Regions from separate parts of the Mus musculus genome. Here all the other regions are linked to region 1. Evidence: chromatin contacts called from public Hi-C and promoter capture Hi-C data. All regions are on one chromosome and are shown on one strand. Each heading gives the region's core, a stretch centred on a gene start, on an enhancer-like site or on the middle of the called end of the contact. The rest is flanking DNA. Distances are from core to core; before and after follow the strand shown. Region 1 holds the start of Abcg3 (ATP binding cassette subfamily G member 3). Region 2 holds the start of Thoc2l (THO complex subunit 2-like). Region 3 holds the start of Zfp33b (zinc finger protein 33B). Region 4 has its middle 47 kb from the start of Gm26519. Region 5 holds the start of Gbp6 (guanylate binding protein 6). Region 6 holds the start of Gbp10 (guanylate-binding protein 10).

Region 1 (3,698 bases), core at 424-2,923:
GGTATATTTACACAATGGAGTAATTAAGTAATTCTAATTAAGCAGCTCATTCTAAGCCTTCCTACTTCAAACAGTTTTTAACTACAACTAAATTTAAATAAAAAATAGTCAACAAACTGTCTGTGATGACAGGAAAATTGTGCTGAACTGATCATAGCTTTCATGTACTGAATGTCACATGGTGCCCCAAAGTATATGCAATGCGACTACAAGGTAAGTATTTACCAAATACTTCCAGAACATGAGACTTGCCTAACTGCATAGGACATCTCAGTTTGTCTTTAGGTAAGACCTGTCTGTACCACACAGGGTAAGGAAAATGACAGCCACAGTTTACCCTGGCATGAGTGCTGCTGCTGGCATCATGGGATGGTTCGTAGCATAGTCTTCCTTTGAGTCTCTTCTACATCCCAAATTAACACATGCAAGAACGTTCCCTCAAAGGCAAACTGGCAAAAGCCTCTCTGAAAAGCAATGCGCTTCCCTTATTGTTCTTGAGCTGTGGGGCTGAGCAACCCCTTCTTGTTATGGTCACAGGAAAGCAACTTAAGGGGCCAGAGATATGGCTCGGCAATTAAGAGCACATACTCTTCCTATTCTGAGCGCCTGCATAATGCAGGGAGGGACTTACAACACCTACAACGCCAGATCCAGAGGCTTCAGGGCCCTCACAGGCCTCTGTGGGCTCCAGACATGCAAGCAGAGCACCTGCATACATGTAACAAACAAACAAAACAAAACAAAAACAAATCAATCATCTAAAAATGCAACTTTCACCTTGGAGGGTCCCTCAGTGCACTGGGCCCCTTCTGATCTCTCCATGTCCATGGCTTCTGGAAGCCCTCCATTCTAGTTTGCATTTTATTTCTGCTTATGATATTTCTTCTCTTCTCAAATGCTACACGGATGCTCAACCACGGTACATGCAAAAATACGTTCTGCATGTGTTTGTGTCTTAGTGCACATTGATGCAAGAGAACACACTAAGTTGGCGAGGCACATGTTAACACCCTAAGGAGTGACCACACTTCTAGTATTAGGGAAGAAAATAAAACAGATTATAGATACACAATCCACTAAAAGGTTTGCAGTCTAATAATTCTGGTCTTTAACTTTTCTGTCTGTTGAAACCTTTTCTGAACTATCTGAGGAAGAGTCGCAAGAAGTTGGTAAATATCTGTATATCGAATTAGAGATTGCCTGACAAATTTCATATCATGGGATAAAGAAAAAATTATAAACTGCCCAGCTCCCTTAAAGTAACGGTGTTAACAAATATCTCATGCACTTCTGGTATCTCTGCTACCAGTAAAACTTTTACCTGCCCAACACCAACTGTGTTTGCCTTCATACATTTGGCAATCAAAAGTTGTACACTGCTAACCCACCCAAACAGAGACCCTCTATGAACCAAGTTGCTTTGCATTTCACAGTTGCAAATGAAGCTGCAGTGGGTTTCCCAGCCCTCTCTTGCACTCTTCTGCATCCTGCTCACCCACACTCACCACTGTGAGATAATGCAGGGGCTCAGGTTGCTACTTGCACAGGAAGATTTGCAGCTCGGGTCTTTGGAAGGTGCAAGAGGCTCTGGCTTCTGCTCTGCAGAGCTCTTGGAGCCTCTGTGGTCGTGGTCAGGAGCAGGGAACCCGAAGAGAGCAGAGGAAGTAGCAGGCAGTGGGGCGGAAGGGAGGGTGGGGCGCGACATGGGGAAGATGCAATCAGGGGAGCCCTGGGGCTGGGGCCCCCTTTGGGACAGGTGCGGGGCCAAGCCATGGGGAAAGGGGCAGGGGCGAGTCCTGGTGCAGGGGCGGGAAGGGGGGAGTCTCTGTGGGGCGTGGTTGGAGTGGCGTCTTGGGGTGAGGGCTCACCTAGGGGTTCAGCCAGATCCGGAAACCTGGGCAAACTTTTTGCCCTAATTCAGGCTCACATTGGACTCTGAGAAGCCAGCATCCAGGAAAAGACAAAGCGAAAGTAACAGTTTCTGTGGTGTGTTTTGAATTTTTTTTGTTTTTTGTTTTTGAATTTTGTTTTGTTTTGTTTAACAAATGGGATAAAATAAACAGGAGATGAATATATGCTTATCACAGAACAGGACAAACAATGGGTCAGGACGACAAAGGATATGTTTTGTTAAGTGCCCATGCTTTTAATATAATTTGATTTATAGCTTCTTTTTATAACTGAAGAGACCAATTAAGAAATAATTCAGTGTTTACGATTGTAATCCCTATAATCGAGAGGCTGGGACAGGAGGTTGGGAGTTTGTGTGCCAGGCCTAAACATCGAACTCTATCTGAAAAAGAGCAAGAAGAGGGCACAGTGATTAAGTATGGACTGTTTACTTGGGTCAGACTGCTCTGTGTGTGTGTGTGCGTGTGCGTGTGCGTGTATAGCATTGGACGAACCTTAAGCCAATGTTGAAGTCATCCAAGTAAAATTTCAGTACTCAAGACGTTTTTAACATTCAAGCATGGATTAAGAAGGGACATTAAGTCGGCGCCCGACTCCCAGCCCCACCCTACCCCGCCCGGTTCTACAGTTTTAGCTTCTAGATGTGGCCACCTGTCCTGAAATGAAGGAGATGGTTGTACCTCAAACCTGACTAAAATCTCTCTTGTAAGTCTGTGTATGACTTCCACACCCGGTGCCTGCGGAGGCCAGAGAGATCTCTAGATCCCCGGGAACTAGAGTTACGAATGGCTGTGACCGCCCATGTCCCAGATCCTCAGGAAAGAACAGCAAGTGCTCTATACCATGGAGCCATCTCTCCAGCCATGGCTGAGAGCTTTGAGACTCAATTACAAGCCTACATTTTCTGGTTTGGTAGGAAGACAGTATCATTAAGTGAATCCTCTCGCTTTCTGGGAATAACTACTAAATGGAAGTTTGCCGGTTGTGACGGTGAGGTACTAAGGATCTGTGTGGTGTACGTGTGTGATGTAGGTGTGTACACATGCTGGAACATGTCTTTTCTGGTCTTGTCTATTTGGTGTTCTGTGTGCTTCTTGTGCCTTCTCTTAGTCTTAGGGAAGCTTTTGCCTATGATCCTGTTAGTCTGTTCTATTCCTCTGACTTGGGCTTCTTCTCCCTTACCTGGGCCTGTAATCGAAAGGCTCATTTTGTCTATGTTGTCCCACATTTCCTGGGTGTTCCTTTCCCGTGTTATTTTCTTCTCCATATTCCTTGATTATTTGCTCTAGATCTCTGCTTTAACTTTGAGTTCTGATTTTCTTTTTTCTTTCCTTTTTGTTTTTGTTTTTGCTTTTCGAGACAGGGTTTCTCTGTATAGCCCTGGCTGTCCTGGAACTCACTTTGTAGACCAGACTGGCCTCGAACTCAGAAATCCGCCTGCCTCTGCATCCTGAGTGCTGGGATTAAAGGCCTGTGCCACCATGCCCAGCTGAGTCGAGATTTTCCATGCGTCAAGGTTTCCTGTGGGTTCTAGCTGAGTTACTGGACTCTCCCTCTCCATCTCAGCTTGAGTCCTCCTCAGTGTTTCTGTCTCCTCATGGAGTTCCATCCTCAAGACCGGGCCTGTCTTCATCATTTCCTTCAGCCTGGTGTGTGTTCTCTCAGGCATCACTCGGGCACATAGACTCTTTCTCCTTGATTCACTGAGCTGTTTCTTTGCATCCTCTTTAAACCCCTTGAACTCTGATATAATTAAAGAAGTTCTTGTGGGGCTGGAGAGATGCCTC
Region 2 (3,698 bases), core at 616-3,115, 470 kb before region 1:
CACCTGCACCAGACTCTTTCCTTGTACCCCTCCCATACCCATTTCTTGAGAATAGACATTGTTTAGTTCTGGAAACCCCCTACTCCTCCCTTCTCCTTTCCCCCCTGAGGGCCTATAAAAACTGGCCTTTCCCCTCGTGGTCGAATCCTCTACCCCTGCGTGGGATATGAGTCGTCCCCAGAGCTCTGGCTTTCCCCGAATAAAGCCTCATGTGGTTTACATCAAGCCTGGTCTCTCATGAGTTCTTGGGTGTCCGCTATTGTCCCGACGCCTGAGCGAGGGGCTCCTCACGGAGTCTTTCAAACCCACAACCATCATGGTGAGGTGTATGACATCAAGCAGGTAAACATGGCGGTGAGGCAGTAGCCCAGAGCTTACATCTAGATAATAAACATGATGCAGAGAGCTAACTGGTAGTGGTGTGTGCTTTTGACACCTCAGAGATCACCCCAGTGACATATCTTATCCAATAAGGTAACAACTCCTAATCCTTCCCAAATAGTTCTACCAGTTGGGGACCATATATAAGAAACCATGCATGCTCAATATTGCTCAAAAAGCTAAAAGTAAATCTACCATGACTCAGATCCACTCCTCTGCATATGCCCAAAGGACATCCTCCTACAGATGCTTGCTTAGCAGTGTCCATTGCTGCTCTGTTCACCATAGCTAGCGAGGGGGAACCACCTAAATGCCCTTCGAGTGATGGACGGGCAATGCAAATGTGGCACAGATACACCACAGGATAAAGGAAAATGACATCATGATGTTTGCAGGTAAGTGCAGCTCTTGCCAAGATGCAGGCATTAAATAGTTGCTGGGGAAAGAAAAATGAACAATCTCCCACCCACATTCATTATTTTCATATTGGGCAAAGACATCTAAATAGAAATAATTGCTTGGAAAGTGACCAAGCCACTTATACAGTATCTACTGTTATATGCAAGGCAATGTAGTGGATCCTGATCATGGTAAAAATTTTTTTTAATGTGCATCTCTATCTGTCTACAGCTTACTATTGAATCAAAAAAACCTTATTAAGTCATGTGTTTGAGATACATATATGCATATTTGCACATCTCATTTGATTTTATGTATTTCTGTTGCTTTGTAACATAATGGTCAGATATATACTCCTGAACAATTTATTGATTTTATACATACACGACATAATAACCAGATAACAACAGAAATGACAATTTTCGGAGATGGGGTCAAAATATGAGTTCAATTCTTAATGTATTTAAAACCTGATGCCTTTTTAAATTAAAAAGAATTTTAATCTAAAAATAAAGAAGTTTAACTTTCACCCCTCATCAAAGCTTCTTTTCATACTGGATAGAGAGCATGACAGACACCCACAAGTAGCAATGTCCCAGTTCTCCCAGTACAATGTGCAATAACTATAAAATATTTCCAAGTTTCTGTATAATGCATACATACATCCTTCTGATAAAAAGTTTTATAAATAGCTTTAAGGGCTTGGTTGGGAACAAATTTTGGCAGCTGTCTACAGTGAACAAGTATTTTAGTCCTTCCCTAACTCATGCCTTGACTTCTCTTGAGATGCAACATACTTTGGGAGATAAACAGACTTTTTCCATAGTACACTACCAGATTTTCCACCAGTTGAACCACATCATTTTCGGAAAGCTCTCAGAATTGTTTGTATTTAGCATTCACATTCAAATGAAACCGCCAGTGCACACAGTCACCTCAGCAAGGCATTTTCTAACAAAGGCGCAGTGATGACCAACGACCTCAGTCCCCACCCCGCCCCCCGCCCCCCGCCCCCCGCCCCCCGCCAGCAACCGAAGTGCGGCCGCGCGTGCGCAGAGGACTCGCTGCACCGCCGCCGTCCCTCCGCAGTGACGTCAGCCGAACGCCGAGGAGATCCCGACCGGTTTCCCACCGCTCTGTGGAGTCGGCGGTGTGTCGTTGGTGTCCCTATCGAGCTGGGTCAGGAGGGCGCGGAGCGGTGAAGCCCTTCCCGAGCCGCGGCGTAGAGGCGGTTCGCGGCGGCTGGAGCGGGGAGGCGCGAGCCGGCGCGGTCGCGGCGGGCGGCGCGGGCGGAGCGCGAGCGAGCGGTGAGTCGGCATGGCGGCCCCCAGGCGAGCGGGCGGGCTGCGGCCTCTGTCCAGCTCGGCGGCGGCTTGGCGGACCGGGCTGTGCTAACACACGCAGGGGAAAGCCACAGACCCCCGAGTCTTTCCGGGGCGTTCTTGAAGCGAACAGACCTTAAATGAGATCTGGTGTCACCGGGCGCTTCCTCAGCCCCGGCATTTGGTGGCTCCCGTGAGCGTCTCTGGGCACATAGAACGCCTACCTGGCCCGCAGGCAGTAGGTGGTTTCTGGACCGCGAGCTCCGAAGAGTTAAACTGTGTGCCAGGTGCAGTAAACTCAGGAACTGGAGCGAAAGGAGTGAAGAGTTGACAGCACTACCGGGAATTACTTCAGTATTCCTCACCCGGTTCTAATAAGTAGTTTTTTGCAATATTCTGAAGCTGTGGAAATGCTGGATACGGGGAAGGTGGTTGCGATTAAATTAAGAGAAAGGACGGGGTGCCAGGATTTTAGGAGTGTGTTTTGCCGTCCCTAGGTTTGCCTGCTACATTTGCCCTCAGAAATTTACCTCCCGTAGGAGATTTTCAGGATCATATTTACAACCAAAATCAGAATATTATCAGCTTAAATTGACACTGGGCATTATTGTTAACTTGAACTGGGAAGCCCCAGTTCAAGAAACTCAGCCAAGGTGCATGGACAAGAACGTTGATTGTTTATAGAGTACTGAAAACACTGCAGTATACTTTATACAAATTTGAAGGCATGTATTCATGATATGCCCAAATATTTGGCAGAAGTTATTCTTTTGAATGCTTTGCAGAAGACGTCTTAATCTTAAACACTCATATAAATACTCTCGCTTCATTTCAAGCCAAAATGGGGATGCTAGCTTCTTTATACTTAACAGTTATTTTGATACCAGCAAGCTTTGTAGTTCCAAAAGATGGTGTAAGTAGCATGGGTCGCCTAAGGCCATTGGAAACCGTGTTCACATTACAGTTCATAACAGTAGGTTATGAAGTTGCAACAAAAATAATGTTATGGTTGGGTCACTACAGCATGAGGAACTAACTGTATCAAAGTGTTGCAGCATTAGGAAGGTTGAGAACTGCTGACATAGAGGTAAAAGAAAACACAAAAGAAAAGAAAGCACATCACAAAATAGAGACCAGGATAGTCAGCCAAATGAAACATTCTGGTATTATGAAAATAAACCATGTAGGCCAAGTTTAATTCCCACCACTGCTGTAATGGAGAGGCATACATGTGTGTGTGTATCAAATGCCTATATATTATGTAGGCTGAGTTTCATTCCTACCACTGCCGATGTAGAGAGACATGCATGCGTGTGTATCAAATGTCTGTATGTAGTCTAGGGGTTCCCACCCTCCTCCTTTTCCTCTCCTTTCACTTAGAATAGGTCTAAACCAATAACCAGACCACAGCAAGGAAGCATGGATAGTTACTGTTTCTAGAACCCCGTGTTGAACAGAATACCTAATTTGATACTGTAAAGTGTATTCATTAAGAAACTTCTGGACCTTTCTTGGAGAGTGAAATTATTAGAAAGGTACCAGGGACAGATACAAGGTGACTGTTTTATACAGTCCATCTAATTGCCCTTAAGTTTA
Region 3 (3,698 bases), core at 459-2,958, 410 kb before region 1:
TAACTAAAGTACCAGATTCAATATGATTGATGGATTGTCATAATGTATAACAAAATTGTAAGCATATTAGGACTAGTATCAATTAAATAAAAAGAAATGTTTAATGATATGTTTTAACTATGTGTTTGTAAATGGAAGCAACAGTAAATATCCTGAATTAACTTTGACATTACCTTTGAGTGTGTTGTCTTACAGATGTGCTGGTGAAGATTTCTTGGAGACCCAGGGTTTCCATCTGTCATCTTGGGGCTCCATGTCTCATCATGGGGTTTGTGAGAGAATCACCTGTCTTTAGCTTGTATAATGATTATCCTCTTAGCAATTAATTATGTACAATTGCTACCTCTTCAGAAAAGGATTCATTGTGTTTTTTCATATTTAAATTTCTACTTAGTTTAAATTATCCTGACAAGAAACAGAAACCATCTTCTTTTTTTCTATTTCTTTAATTTGTATTTTGTTTTGTCATGTAAATTCAGCAAATAAACCTGCGACTGACATGTACAGTCGTAAGAATTTTCTAAAATTATTTAAAGAGTTGTGATTCCACAGTATCTTCTGAGCATTTATATTCATACCCACAGATGCTTTCTTGGTACCAGTGAGCATGGGTGAAGGGAATTAAAGAAGCTTGCAGCAGTGTTTAGAGACCTTGCACTGTCTTTCTTGTCTACTCCAGAAGTCTGTGTCTTTGACTCTCTGTCACGTCATGTCCAACCCACAATGGCAGGTAAGGTCAGCAGGGAGTTGTCCAGGGGACAGGAAACAATGGTAGTGTCTTTGGATATGTCTTTTGAAATGGACTTTAGTAGTTTGTTTGTTTTCTACTTTCAATTATCTCTTCCTGTTTTAATTATGGCTTTACTGCTGTGAACAGTTACCATGACAAAGACAACTCTTAAAAGGACGACGTTTAATTGGGGCTCGATTACAATTCAGAAGTTCAAGGTGCATGGCAGAGCCTAGGCTGGCATGGGGCCAGAGGAGCTGGGAGTTCTACATCTTGTTACAAAGACTGCCAGGAGAAGACTGGCGTCTAGGCAGCTAGGACAAGGATCTTAAAGCACTGTCATTCATGGAACAGAAAAGCTTCATGTCATCCTCATATAATACAGAGCTTCACCATGGGAAGGCAGCAAGAAATTAACAGCGGCCGTGAAATATATTTATTGTCAACTGAGACTCAAAAAGAATAGATTTGAGGTTGTAAACAGGCTTTAAAATTTACTCTTCACGAAGCTAAAATATTGTAAACACAATATGGCTACATAATTTAAAATCATATCACACAGATATGTGCCCCCAAGGGCCCTGATTCAGTTCGTGGCTCTTCTGGGACTCTCAGCTATGCCTGGATGTTCAAGAGTCAGAACCTCCCCCCACCCTCCACCCCAGAACTGGGACACGTCACAGACCAGGAACTCCCTAACCAGCTCTAGCCTCGGCCTCATCAAAGACTGCATTTCCCATCCCTGAGCAGACTCTTGGCTTCCCCTGAAGCCCAGCACCAGCCAGGCTGCAGAAAAGAAAAAATAGTCTAGATATTTATTCCCCGGTACGGAGCCCAAACAGGCTGTGCCCAACGGAAGTGAATAAATGGACTGACAGATTCACTGTCCAATCAGAGTCTCCATACGCGCCTGCCAGTCAGAAAAGGAGGAGGGTTCTTCCGGAAATCACATTGCAGGTTCTGCGAGAGTTTACGTGATTTTGTGTGTTGTTTTTTCACCTCAACTGCCGAGTACTGAGGGAAGCTCAGGAAGCTCTGAAGATACAGCATGGCCAGCACATCCTCACTCTCCACAAAGGTGAGGAGCGGGAGCCGCTGTGGTGGGTCCTGCTCGGGGCTGGGCGGGAACCAGCAGCTTGATGCAGCCGCGTGTGAGGTCCCTGTTAGTGTAAGCCATTCCTGGACCCAGCGGTGGCATCTGAATAACTTCCCTCTCTGGGCTGAATCTGCACAAAGCATTTGGAACAGGGTCTTGTGTATAGAAACATCCTTGATAGGATGCCAGTGGCAGGCAGGCTTGGTTCCTCTAGTAGAGTCTACAAGCTCTTCTCCTCTATCATTTTTTGTTGTGATTCATTTGGAGTTAATTTTGTCTAGTTGTAAAAGGCATCCATCTGTTGGGTGACTGAGAGCACGTTCTTTCAATATGCCTCTGTTTTTAAAGAAACAAGAAATAGATGCAATGTTAATTTTTGTACAGCTGCCCCATTAGTCTTTTAGAAAAATGTTTCTGAGACAAGCTATGTTGTCACGTGCATCCCAGTCTCATGCTCCCCAGGGCAATGACCCTGCTTTCCTTTTTATTAGACTTTCTAAGTTCGAATGTTAAATGTATGTACAAGAGCGTTTTTAAAATTACTCATTTAAGTCCTGTGATTAACTGTCCTTTGCAGTGAAAGGAAAAGTGCATTCCTGTGGAACATGTATTCTGCCTTCAGACTAGAACAGGAGGAATGGTTTACTGTGTACACAGTAGGGTGAAACAGTGTAGACCAGAGCTAGCTCACAGACTAAAGTTTAAGGAGTCATCTGCAGGAGTCACCATTGGGAAGGAGGACCTGATGGGGCAAAGTGAGTGATTGTTTTAAATTCCTCAGCATTTATTAATTCATGCATGTTTATAGAAATTGTATAGATTGGTGGGTATACAAGTTGGGGATGTTCTGTGGGATCAAACTTTGTTGATGTAATTATGTCAGCTGAGAAGCTGTGTGTGTGTCAGGTTATAGATCAGCAGCTAATATTACACATAAGGACAAGATCATACATCATCTTATTGATGGCATTTCCTTAGCAGGAAATTGCTTGTTTTTCTTGAAAGTCACTATTGTTAGCATTTGTCCCTTGTTTTATTACCACCAGCCACAATGCATGTTTCATGTAAATTAAGTCCAGGGTTCAAAAGTAGATTTGAGTTTCAGAGGTTTTTCATGTGTTCATGGTGCTTGGTAGGAAGCAGACACTAAATTGCTCTTCCAAGTTGTTTTCTTTGTGGGTTTCAGAGGTCATGGATTTCCCAAAGAGGCATGAGAGACTGCAGAGCCATAGCCACCATTCTGATCTTCTCCACCCAGAGAGATCTGTAGAGCATGGGGCCTCACTGTTTGAATGATGAGTAGTAGATTGACGGTGAGAAATATAACAGTTAAAGCCACTTTGAGTTATTTTTGTGGGAGTTTGTGGGGTTTTTTAGTTTAGTTTAGTTTTGTTTTTTAAGTTTCAATACACATGTGCTCATAGGTAACATTGTTCAAGTTCACATTTAAGGGACTATACCCTTATAAAGGATCCCTACAACCAATGCCCTATTGGTCATAAAACAGCACAGAACGACAGCTTAAGCAATGTCCTGTTGACTCTTTCTCCTTTCTGATTTTAATCTCTTACAACATTGCCATTTGTCAGATTGGTGTGAGAGCTTCAGCCATCTTGTGTACAGTACAGGTTGAAATTGAAAATGTGGGAGGGAAAGCACAGAATCTAGCATCAGCATTCAAGTTCAAAGTGTTTTTATAATGTCTTGTAGTTGGTGTTTGGGGAAGCAAAAGTGAGTGCCAGCTTTTACACCAGAGTGGCCAGATTGATGAGAAGCAAATAGCTAGTACAGCAGACTGTAAGAATCCAGAAAGTTGTTCTATTTGGATGCAAGGAGAACTTTCTGCCCATGAGTCACAGTGGATCAAAAAGT
Region 4 (3,698 bases), core at 891-3,390, 370 kb after region 1:
AACTACATGGAAGAGGAGGCAAACGATTGTGAGATCCAGAGGTGATGGAAAACAACAGGAAACAAATGTCTTTCAGACACAAGACTGACACACATATAAACTCAGAGACAGTTGACGCATGCACAGGACCTGCACAGGTATAAGTCAGAGGGGATCCCAGTGCTGAGATGGGTCCTGAACACAGTCTCTATGCCTAACCAAGAAGGTATCTCCAACTGACATCTGCTTGCAAAGGAAACATCTGTTTTCTCCAAAGGAGACAGTGGGTAATAAACCACACTTACAGGTAGAACCCATGCCCAGCATATGATGGCTAACACAAAAGGAGATCATTGGTATTTGTGTAGACATTTTACCTCAAGTTGCTTTGTTTTTTGTTTGGTTTTGTTTGTATGGTGTCGGGGAGTGTTTTCTTTTCTTATAGTTTACTTATTTTTTTTTCTTTTTTTATTCTATTTTGTTTCCAAGGATTCTGTGAGAACACAAGGAGACTAGCAAAGCACTTTTTCCCACAACAGGCAATTTCACCCCCTGTATACAGCCAATTCCAAGCAGAGTTAGCATCCCTGTGATGGGCTTGCCCTCCCCCTCCTGGGATGTTGCTCTCAGAGATCCACTAACACACTTGTTTCCCAAGGACTCTCTCATCTACTGAGTCCAAGTTGGTTCTAACTTGAACATGCAGTCTCTAAGTACATGCCCACCAAAAGCAAAGGCAAATCGAAGGCTCCTCCATTTTCCTGTGGTGCCTGAGTGAGCTCAAAGGCTGACATAGAAGCTGCTGGGTCCAGATCTGAAGCCTGCTGCAGCAGACAAGATGCTGTGCTCAGGAGTGTGGCCCTAGGCTTAGGAACAATGGCGTCAGCTGACACAGAACTGAGTTCATTACTTTGTGGGAACCTCACTTCCAAATAGGAGACCCCAAAACTCAAAGACAAGTGTGGGGATCTCACTGAAGATCTGGAATGCCATTTATTCTAAAGACTCTGACTGTCACAAGTGAGGGAACCCACAGGCTCTCAACCCCTTATGCTTGGCTGCACCCTCTCCTTTACCTTATTTTCCCACTCTTGTTGACCATGAAAACATTCTCTAATGGGACTAAGGCATCACTCTTTCATTGTTCAGGTCTCTTCTGGTGTTCATATTCTTTTTTTTTTCATTTTTTTTCATATTCTTTTTCATGCCCCTGCCCTGCTCTGAAGGTATGTTGAGAGATTTTATAAATCTTTTGTTACAAACATTTTCATCAAGAATTTACATTGGATCTTAAAATAATAAACTTCTCCTTTTGCCTTTTTACTATATTTTCTCAGTAGCTATTCTCTGAGAGATGACAGGAAGACTGTGCACGAACACAGACAGCTGAAAATCACACAGCCACACTGACTTTGGAAGCCCTGTGGGAGGCTTTAACTGTGGAGGGCAGGGAAACAGCAGACACTGAAGAGTCACAATGACAGTTCTGAGACTTCAGTGAAGTTTTCAACCAAAACCATCACCCATGCCAGGAAGCCTTTCTAGATGTGACACATAGGTATGACAGTGTAAAATGCAGTGTCTACAAGCACTCTGCAGAAGTATCTGGGGTGTGGACACATGGCTTAGTTTGTAGATCCCTGGCCATTCAAGCCTGAGGACCTGAGATTAGATCCCCATGTGAGGCCATGTGAGGCTGCAGTGTGCATATGCAACCTCAGTGCTAGTGTGGCAAGGCACGTGACAGCGGCAGAAGAATACTGAGAAACAAAAGAGGTGCTCTGCCTCACACAGCATGGAGAGCAAGGACCTCCATCACAGTGAGACACACATGAACATGCACGCATTCATACAAACGTGTGTGCACACAGCATGCACACACACATAGAGACAGAGTCAGCAAGAAAGAAACTGAGAGACAGAACAGAGAAAGAGAAAGACACAGAGACTTTTTAAAAAGAAGAAAAATCTCACCAGAGTAAGTAGTTTAATAACCTTTGTACTTTAATTTTGTAGTTGGATATCTTGTTGGAGCCTTTAAAAAAATCACTTTCCTATTTTGCTGACACAAAATGCAACTGAGTTCCTAGAAATGCCTCATTTACACAACAGCTCAGTTGCTTTCAGTTTGCATCAGAATCATGTTCCAGGAAATGCCTTTCAGGGGCTGAGCTTTGTCAGGGTTGTCTCTCTGGCTGCCCGGCAACTCTGCTAAGCTGGAAGAGCATTCAGTTTAGAGGGTGAATCCTCAAAAGTCAAACCCCCAGACTCACAATTTCTTTTTTTTTCTTTTAATATTTTTATTAGGTATTTTCCTCATTTACATTTCCAATGCTATCCCAAAAGTCCCCCAAACCCTCCCCCACACTCCCCTACCCACCCACTCCCATTTTTTGGCCCTGGCATTCCCCTGTACTGGGGCATATAAAGTTTGCAAGTCCAATGGGCTTCTCTTTCCAGTGATGGCCAACTAGGCCATCTTTTGATACATATGCAGCTAGAGTCAAGAGCTCCGAGGTACTGATTAGTTCATAATGTTGTTCCACCTATAGGGTTGCAGATCCCTTTAGCTCCTTGGGTACTTTCTCTAGTTCTTCCATTGGGGACCCTGTGATCCATCCAATAGCTGACTGTGAGCTTCTGTGTTTGCTAGCAGACTCACAATTTCATAGCAAGTATATGCTTGGCACTCTTAAAGTCTTTCTATACTTCAACCGAATGTATACAGGCCTGCTGCACACATGAGCATGAACATGCACACACATGTGCACACATATGCACATATATTACAGTGCACAGACATGCACAAGTACACACAAACACACATGCACATATACAATACATGCACACACAGTACAGTGCACAGACATGCACACACACACACACACAAACACATGCACACACACACATACATGCACACACAATACAGTGCACAGACATACACACTCACACAGGCACATACATGTACACACATGCACATACATGATCTTGGGTGGTATAATAGGTCATCATTCAGGTCCCTGAGTTTGGTTCTCAAGGCTGAAAAGAGGGTAAGGTGCTTTGTTTTCTCAGGTTTTTCAGGAGCTGTAGTGTGTCAACACCATCAGACACCTCCTCATGCTCACCTCATAGCTTCCGTGCTCCCTGCTCCTCACCCTCACTCCTCTCCTGTGCTCCCTGCTCCTCACCCTCACTCCTCCCCCATGCTCCCAGCTCTTTACCTTCACTCCTCTCTTGAGCACCCTTCAATAGTCATGCTCAGTCTTCTCCCTCACGACCTTCAGACACTGAAACCTTAGGGGCTGAATTCTCTCTGAGAGCCGCTGAAGTTGACCAGCTCTCCCTTGGTGATCACAGATGTCTCTTCATTCTTCTGTACAAATCACCTCCTTATCTACTACTGATTCCTACAAGGAAAATGTACAGAGATGTGACCAAATGGGAAAAAACAGAAAGGAATTTTCAAAGAACCTAGTAAAAATGTCAGTTTGACTACCTCTCATGAGAAGTAGTTTCTGGTGTATTAAGACTTGGAATAAGTCAAGAATCAAAAATGTGACTTATTCACAACTGAAAAGACAACAATGACTTCCTTCTCACAGGCTGTGTGAGCATCAGCAGCCTCTGGAACATGTCTGAGGGGAGCCTCAGTCACTGGGCCTTCTACCCACTGTAGTGGTCAGCTGCCTTCTGCACAGCTACTGAGTTCTCATGCAGGA
Region 5 (3,698 bases), core at 619-3,118, 310 kb after region 1:
ATTCGTGCACCAGAGCATTCTATACAGCGTGTAAAAAGGCAACCCAAGAATGGGTGACGAAGACCTGTAGTAAATCACATGTGTGATAAAGGGTTACTATCTGAAACAAAGTGGCTCTACAATTCATCACAGACACCTCAGTTCTAAACTGAGAAAAGCACTGGGTTGAAATTTCTTCAGAGAAGGCTTACAAATGTCCATGAGCACACAAGATAGTACTCAATATTGCAAATCACCTTGTATGAGAAAACTATAAAATTTTTAAATAAACTTACTTGAAAAAGATGTAATGTCCAAATTGGGATGTACCAGAGTGAAAGGTGAAGTGTCTCTGTTCCCAGGACAGAATGGCAATCAGGTTTTATTAGGGAAACATGGATGCAAAATGAAGAAACTTTCCGTTACACTATTTCTGTTTTGCCATGCTGAGGGACATGGTGTAAGAGTCTAGAGTCACATGATCATGTGTGATTTGGCTTCTTAGAGCTTACTGAGGCTGAAGCTTGCTTTGGGTTAACATACATATTTATTTGAAATTGTTTACTTAGTTTTGCTGATGTTTACAGTTTAAGCATGAATGCTGTTATTTTTAAGAACTACTTGTTTTTGTTGCACAACAATTCTATAGACCCATTGTTTCTTATAACATGTCTTTGACAAATATTGAGGAAGTGCCAATCAAACCATACACACAAGGACAGCTACCACACAAAGCAAAAACAAATCCATGTAACCCAGAATTTAGACAACTCAGGTGTCTGTACTCTGTGGCTAAGAATACAGAATATTACCTCATGGGAAACAGTCCTCGCTTTTGAGAAAATCAATACTTATGTCTGATCTAACAGCTCTTCTTTGATTACAACACAAACAAAATAGCAAAGAAGGACTTGGATGGACCTTTGAGCTGTAGTGATCATGGCAGCTGTGTTCACAATACCCACATTGTGGAGACAGCCCAGACTCCCACCAACAGATCACCAACAGATGCATACATTAACACAGTCTGACAATGTGCACAATAGAATATTATTCAGCCAAAGAAGGGAATAAAATTAACTACTGTACACAACTTTGTAGACCTTAATAGACTTAGGCTAGACACAGACTCCTACAGGTCAGACAACACATAACCTGCCTCCCCTGCCCTGCCCTCAGTCCCAGATGAGCATGAGGACATTATGCCAAGGAAGGAGAATGTGCAGAATCTCCAGAAGTTAGATACAGGTGACGTCACTTAACTCCAGAAACCAGGCTCTCTGCAGCTTAGTTCCATGTATGAAATAAGACTAGCAGCCCAAACAAAATGCACATAGCACTACGTAATCTCTACATCTCACATACAACATAAACATCAATATAGAACTGGATTATCTTCTTACACTTAATTCAAAGTCAGTGAGGTAGGAACTAAGTTATTTCCAGATAGATGTTTGCCAAGCTCTTGTGCTGAGTTTTCCTCACACGGTTCCTCCACAGAGACTTTCCTCTGCCTACAGTTGCCTGTGAACCAGGGCAGGAGCTGTTGTGGTCCCAGCTGAGGCAGGACCAGGGCTCTTCCCATAGTTTGTCTAACAGAGCAGGGCAGCCAGCAGTGTCAGGCTGCCACTTTGTATCTGTCCTTTATCAGAGGAAAGAAACTGACCTCCTAGACCTAAAGCCAGCCACAGCCCCCTGCAGACCAGAGAGCTCATAATCTGCCTCCCTTCCCCCTCCCTCAGTTGCCCCTTTGACTTGGAAATCAAGCTGAGGTCCAGACTAAGTTGCTCCTTAAAGAAAGGAAAAGTAAATATACCTGGTCCCACAGCACAGGTCCAAGTGCAGTTCTCAGCTGCTGCTGCCTCCTCAGGCTCCCTTCTGCTCTCCTCCCTCCTGCTCTCTTTGCTCCTCTTTTATGTAAGCTGACCACACACACACACACAGAGAGAGAGAGAGAGAGAGAGAGAGAGAGAGAGAGAGAGAGAGAGAGAGAGAAGGAGTTAAAAGAAATCACATGCTGCAGCAGAAACAAAACTGAAAGTAAAATAAAATAGGCCATGTTAACTTGGCCAAGACTGGAAAGGGAGGTCAGAGGTTCCTGTCTATCCCGAAAAGCCAGTGTGATACTCTGTTGCAGCCAAGGGACAGCAGGCCTCCACTGTGGAATCTGTTTACCTTCTCTTTCCTTGGAACCCATTTCCAGTTTCCTCCAGCCTTCTTGGCACAGATAAAGCACAGTAAAACCCAGGCAGCCATCAGTGGAAATTACAAAATCCGGGAGTATTGCAAGTGTGCTTCTCTCAGGGGAAATTCCCAGTGCTTTCTGATCAAACATGTTTAATGTTTTAAACATGTGTTTTCTAAAGCAGGAACCATCCCTGTTGCCATTTCTTCTGGGCTGCCCCACAATTACCTGGCAACAGCCAGGTGGGCATGACTCACTATAAAAGGGGCTGCTTGTACCCTCACATACCCCCCTCTCTTGCTCAATTGTCCTCTCTTCCTTTTTTACCCTCTTTCTTCTCTGTCCCTCCTCCTCCTTCCTCCCCTCTCTATCCCTCTTTCTTTGTCTCTACTAACCCCTCAACTCCCCTCTCCATGTCTTAAATAAACTGTATTCTATACTATACAATTGTGTGGCTGGTACCTCAGGAAGAAGGTAATGCTTCAACACTGGCCCTCAGAGGTACCCCTTTTCACCTCAACATACCAGGTATGACGTTTGTATATTCTTGGACCAGAGGGTGGCACCATTTGGAGATGTGGCCTTGTTGGAATAGGTGTGACCTGGTTGGAATAGGTGTGTCACTGTGGTTGTGGGCTTAAGATCCTCACTCTAGTTGCCTGGAAGTCAGTCTTCCACTAGCAGCCTTTGGATGAAGACATAGAACTCTCATCTCTGCCTGTGCCACGCCTGCCTGGATGCTGCCATGCTCCCACCTTGATGATAATGGACTGAACCTCTGAACCTGTAACCCAGCCCCAATTAAATGTTGTTTTTTTATAAGACTTGCCTTGGTCATGGTGTCTGTTCACAGCAGTAAAACCCTAACTAAGACACCAGACAGCCACCAAACATATACCTGACTTCTTTTTCTTTTCATAAAACACAACAGTCAATTTTAAAACCTGATTTTAAAAGAAGCAATTAAAGAATAGTAAGTAGGAGTTGTGTTCAATATAGAAGCTAAGAAAACTTCAGAGATGGAAGCTGAAAAATGAAAGCTTTAATTTCTGAGCCCTTAGGGAGGCAGACTGGGGTCTGAACTTTGTCCCTGATGGGAGATTGAACACCATTTGTAAAGGATGAAACACAAAGCAGGGGGGAGCTGTAGAGTGATCCATTGTGATTTCACAGGAAGGATTAAACAAGGGAGTACCCCTTAGAGGCGGTGTTGGCATCAGGACATCCCAAACCTGTGACATCACATAGGCGACAGCATGACCTGCTACCTTCTGACTGGTTGCCAAGACAACAGGCACCATATTCCCAACATCCACTTGACTCACCTGTGTTACATCATTTTCCATATAAATGAGGAGAACGCCCCTTCCTCACTCTCTCTCACCCTTCTCTTTCTGCCACTACCTTGTCTCTCCCTTACAATAAAACCTCTTCCACATGGAACTGCCTTGGCCTAGTGTGCTGTAGAGACTAGACCCGGCATTCTAACTCATCAGACTGGGCCATATCCAGGCACCTAGCTTCAAGGTCCTTA
Region 6 (3,698 bases), core at 708-3,207, 260 kb after region 1:
GGGAGTGGGGGTGGGTGGGTAAGGGGGAGTTTTGGTATAGCATTGGAAATGTAAATGAGCTAAATACCTAATAAAAAATGGAAAAAAAAAAAAAAGAAATTCGTGCACCAGAGCATTCTATACAGCGTGTAAAAAGGCAACCCAAGAATGGGTGACGAAGACCTGTAGTAAATCACATGTGTGATAAAGGGTTACTATCTGAAACAAAGTGGCTCTACAATTCATCACAGACACCTCAGTTCTAAACTGAGAAAAGCACTGGGTTGAAATTTCTGCAGAGAAGGCTTACAAATGTCCATGAGCACACAAGATAGTACTCAATATTACAAATCACCTTGTATGAGAAAACTATAAAATTTTTAAATAAACTTACTTGAAAAAGATGTAATGTCCAAATTGGGATGTACCAGAGTGAAAGGTGAAATGTCTCTGTTCCCAGGACAGAATGGCAATCAGGTTTTATTAGGGAAACATGGATGCAAAATGAAGAAACTTTTCGTTACACTATTTCTGTTTTGCCATGCTGAGGGACATGGTGTAAGAGTCTAGAGTCACATGATCATGTGTGATTTGGCTTCTTAGAGCTCACTGAGGATGAGGCTTGCTTTGGGTTAACATACATATTTATTTGAAATTGTTTGCTTAGTCTTGCTGATGTTTGCAGTTTAAGCATAAATGAAGTTATTTTAAGAGCTACTTGGTTTTGTTGCTCAATAATTCTTCAGACCCAGTGTTCATTATAACGTGGCTTTGAAAAACAGTTGGGAAGTGCCAATCAAACCACAAGGCATCACTTCATACACACAAGGACAGCTACCACACAAGGCAAAAACAAATACATGTAACCTGGAATTTAAACATCTCATATGTCTATACTCCGCAGCTAAGAACACAAAATATTACCTCACAGGAAACAGTCCTGGCTTCTGAGAAAATATATAGTTATGTTTGACCTAAAAGCTCTCCTTTGATTACAACACAAACAAACTAGAAAACAAGGACTTGGATGAACCTTTGAGCTGTATTGATCATGGTAGCTGTATTTACAATACCCACAATGTGGACACAGCCCAGTCTCCCACCAACAGATCACCAACAGATGCATACATTAACACAGTCTGATAGCATGCAAATTAGAATATTATTCAGCAAGAAAAAGGAATACAATTCTACTGCACACTTCTTTATAGAACTTCATAGACTTGAGGCTATCCATGAATCCCTGCAGACCAGACAACACATAACCTACCTCCCCTGCCCTGCCCTCAGTCCCAGATGAGCATGAGGACATTATGCCAAGGAAGGAGAATGTGCAGAATCCTAAGAAGTTAGATACAGGTGATGTCACTTAACTCCAGAAACCAGGCTCTCTGCAACTTAGTTCCATGTATGAGATAATACTAGCAGCCCAAACAAAATGCACATAGCACTACGTGATCTCTACATCTCACATACAACATAAACATCAAGAGAGAACTGGACTATCTTCTTACACTTAATACGAAGTCAGTGAGGTAGGAACTAAGTTATTTCCAGATAGAGGTTTGCCAAGCTCTTGTGCTGAATCTTCCTCACACGGTTCCTCCACAGAAAGACTTTCCTCTGCCTACAGCTGCCTGTGAACCAGGGAAGGAGCTGTTGCTGTGGTCCCAGCTGAGGCAGGACCAGGGCACTTCCCACAGCTTCACCAACAGAGCAGGGCAGCCAGCAGTGTCAGGCTACAACTTTGTATCTGTCCTTTATCAGAGGAAAGAAACTGACCTCCTAGACCTAAAGCCAGCCTCAGCCCCCTGTAGACCAGAGAGCACAGAACCTACCTCCCTTCCCCTTCCCCCAGGTGCCACTTTGAATTGGAAATCAACCTGAGATCCAGACTAAGTTGCTCCTAAAATATACCTGGTCCCCACAGTACAGGTCCAAGTGCAGTTTTCAGCTGCTTCTCTCTCCTAGGAATCACCTCTGCTCTCCTCCCTCCTGCTCTCTTTGCTCCTCTTTTATGTGAGCACACACACACACACACACACACACACACACACACACACACACACACACACACACAGTGGAAAGAAATCACATGCTGCAGCAGAAACAAAACTGAAAATAAAGTAGAATAAGGCCAATGGTAACTTAGCCAAGGCTGGGGGGTTGAGAGGGAGGTCAGAGGTTCCTGGCTGTCAGAAAAGTCAGTGTGATACTCTGTTGCAGCCAAAAGACAGCAGGCCTCCACTGTGGACAGTGTTTACTTTCTCTTTCCTTTGAACCCATCTCCAGTTTCCTCCAGCCTTCTTGGCACAGATAAAGCACAGTAAACCCAGGTCCCCATCAGTGGAAATGACACAATCTGGGAGGATTGCAAGTGTGCTTCTCTCAGGGGAAATCCCTGGTGCTTCCTGATCAAAGAGCTTTAATGTTTGAACCATGTGTTTTCTAAAACAGGAACCATCACTGTTGCCATTTCTTCTGGGCTGCCCCACAGTTACCTGGCAACAGCCAGGTGGGTCTGACTTACAATAAAAGGGACTGCTTGTCCATCCCCCCCCTCCACTCTTTCTCTCTAATAGTCCTCTCTTACTTTCTTACCCTCTTTCTTCTCATTCCCTCCTTCTCCTTCCTCCCCCACTCTCTGTCCCTCTTTCTCTGTATCTACAACCCCCTCAACTCCCCTCTCCAGATCTTAAATACACTCTATTCTATACTATACAACTGTGTGGCTGGTACCTCAGGAGGAGGAAGGGATGCTTCAGCACTGGCCCTCTGAGGCACCCCCTTCCACTTCACCATACCACGCCTCTACCACACATGTCCCTGACTTCTTTTTTTTTATTCAAAAAACACAGCAGTCAATCTAAAAACTGTTTTTTCAAAGAAGTAATTTAAGAATAGTAAGTAGGAATTGTGTTCAAGATAGAAGCTAAGAAAACTCACTTCAGAGATGGGACCTTAAAAATGAAAGCTTTATTTTCTGAGCCCTTAGGGAGGCAGCCAGTTTGGGATCTGAACTTTGTTCCAGATGGGAGATTGAACACCATTTGTAAAGCATGAAACACAAAGTGCAAGGGGAGCTGCAAGTTAGCCATTGTGTTTTCACCTGAAGGATTAAACAAGGGAGGTCCCTTGGAGACTGTATTGGCATCAGAACATCCCAAAACTATGACATCACATAGATGACAGCAAGACCTGCAACCTGCAGACTATTTGCCAAGACAACAGGCACCATATTCCCAGCATCCACTTGGCTAACTCCCACCTTTACCTGTGTTAAATCATTTTCCATATAAATGAGGGAGAACGGCCCTTCCTCACTCTCTCTCCCCCTTTTCTCCTTCTGACACGACCTTGTCTCCCCCTTCCAATACAACCACTTCCACGTTGAACTGCCTTGGCCTAGTGTGCTGTTGAGATGAGACCCGCCATTCTAACACATCATTTGGTGCCAAAACCTGGGAAAACTCAGAGGTTAAGGGAACATCCGCTGCAGAGCACAGCAGCAGGAGGACCCTGGTGGAGGTGTTGGACCATGGCCAAGTGGGCCAGCAAATGGCAGCTGGCTGAGGTTGCTGTAAGAGCCTCAATGCTCAGAGCAGCTGTGACCACCAGCAGTGGACTGAGCCAGAATTCTACCCCCTGCTGAGCCCAGCTGCCAACACTGCCTCTTCCAACACGATATCTGCTGGTACTTCAACCATGAAAGCTGTGCC

What was found. Promoter capture Hi-C pulls out the DNA fragments that hold promoters and counts their contacts. A called contact is a pair of places that touch in the nucleus more often than the background predicts. Capture Hi-C pulls out chosen DNA fragments and counts their contacts.
Region 2: a contact with region 1 is called in a promoter capture Hi-C map of pre-B cells, with 7 times the contacts expected there. The contact joins the promoter of Thoc2l here to the promoter of Abcg3 in region 1. A contact is called at or near these places in 15 of 39 promoter capture datasets (the 3T3-L1 cell line, 3T3-L1-derived adipocytes, the C10 cell line and 10 more), 1 of 484 Hi-C or Micro-C datasets (pre-B cells), 6 of 115 datasets of contacts at active chromatin or transcription factors (the SCID.adh cell line, bone marrow-derived macrophages, embryonic stem cells and 2 more) and 1 of 9 other capture datasets (adipose tissue).
Region 3: a contact with region 1 is called in a Hi-C map of B cells, with 4 times the contacts expected there. The contact joins the promoter of Zfp33b here to the promoter of Abcg3 in region 1. A contact is called at or near these places in 7 of 39 promoter capture datasets (the C10 cell line, cranial neural crest, embryonic stem cells and 3 more), 1 of 15 datasets of contacts at CTCF or cohesin (large pre-B cells), 2 of 484 Hi-C or Micro-C datasets (B cells and CD4 T cells), 1 of 115 datasets of contacts at active chromatin or transcription factors (large pre-B cells) and 2 of 9 other capture datasets (adipose tissue and macrophages).
Region 4: a promoter capture Hi-C map of liver shows a contact between it and region 1. The contact joins the enhancer-like site here to the promoter of Abcg3 in region 1. A contact is called at or near these places in 7 of 39 promoter capture datasets (the C10 cell line, embryonic stem cells, liver and 2 more), 3 of 115 datasets of contacts at active chromatin or transcription factors (bone marrow-derived macrophages, large pre-B cells and memory CD8 T cells) and 3 of 9 other capture datasets (liver, macrophages and pancreatic islet).
Region 5: a contact with region 1 is called in a promoter capture Hi-C map of liver, with 26 times the contacts expected there. The contact joins the promoter of Gbp6 here to the promoter of Abcg3 in region 1. A contact is called at or near these places in 24 of 39 promoter capture datasets (the 3T3-L1 cell line, 3T3-L1-derived adipocytes, the C10 cell line and 14 more), 1 of 15 datasets of contacts at CTCF or cohesin (pro-B cells), 7 of 115 datasets of contacts at active chromatin or transcription factors (CD8 T cells, effector CD8 T cells, embryonic stem cells and 4 more) and 3 of 9 other capture datasets (adipose tissue, liver and macrophages).
Region 6: a promoter capture Hi-C map of liver shows a contact between it and region 1. The contact joins the promoter of Gbp10 here to the promoter of Abcg3 in region 1. A contact is called at or near these places in 2 of 115 datasets of contacts at active chromatin or transcription factors (the 230-238 cell line and memory CD8 T cells) and 2 of 9 other capture datasets (adipose tissue and liver).

The regions. Positions count from the first base shown.
Region 1 is chr5:104,981,044-104,984,741 of GRCm38.p6, forward strand. It overlaps Abcg3 (ATP binding cassette subfamily G member 3), which reads right to left and starts at 1,674. Exons shown (of 16, transcript NM_030239.2): 1 at 1,506-1,674.
Region 2 is chr5:104,506,485-104,510,182 of GRCm38.p6, forward strand. Thoc2l (THO complex subunit 2-like) reads left to right here and starts at 1,866. Exons shown (of 8, transcript NM_001166581.2): 1 at 1,866-2,087.
Region 3 is chr5:104,569,964-104,573,661 of GRCm38.p6, forward strand. It overlaps Zfp33b (zinc finger protein 33B), which reads left to right and starts at 1,709. Exons shown (of 3, transcript NM_001346671.1): 1 at 1,709-1,808. The coding sequence starts at 1,779.
Region 4 is chr5:105,352,136-105,355,833 of GRCm38.p6, forward strand. No RefSeq gene overlaps it. Among named protein-coding and RNA genes, the nearest start is that of Gm26519, 47 kb to the right of the region's middle. Within about 2 kb of position 2,141, at least 31 of the 459 cell types and tissues checked have an H3K27ac peak or open chromatin away from gene starts, as enhancers often do. A contact at or near this core is called in liver and memory CD8 T cells, where this site is marked.
Region 5 is chr5:105,291,831-105,295,528 of GRCm38.p6, forward strand. Gbp6 (guanylate binding protein 6) reads right to left here and starts at 1,869. Exons shown (of 11, transcript NM_194336.2): 1 at 1,796-1,869.
Region 6 is chr5:105,237,576-105,241,273 of GRCm38.p6, forward strand. Gbp10 (guanylate-binding protein 10) reads right to left here and starts at 1,958. Exons shown (of 11, transcript NM_001039646.2): 1 at 1,897-1,958.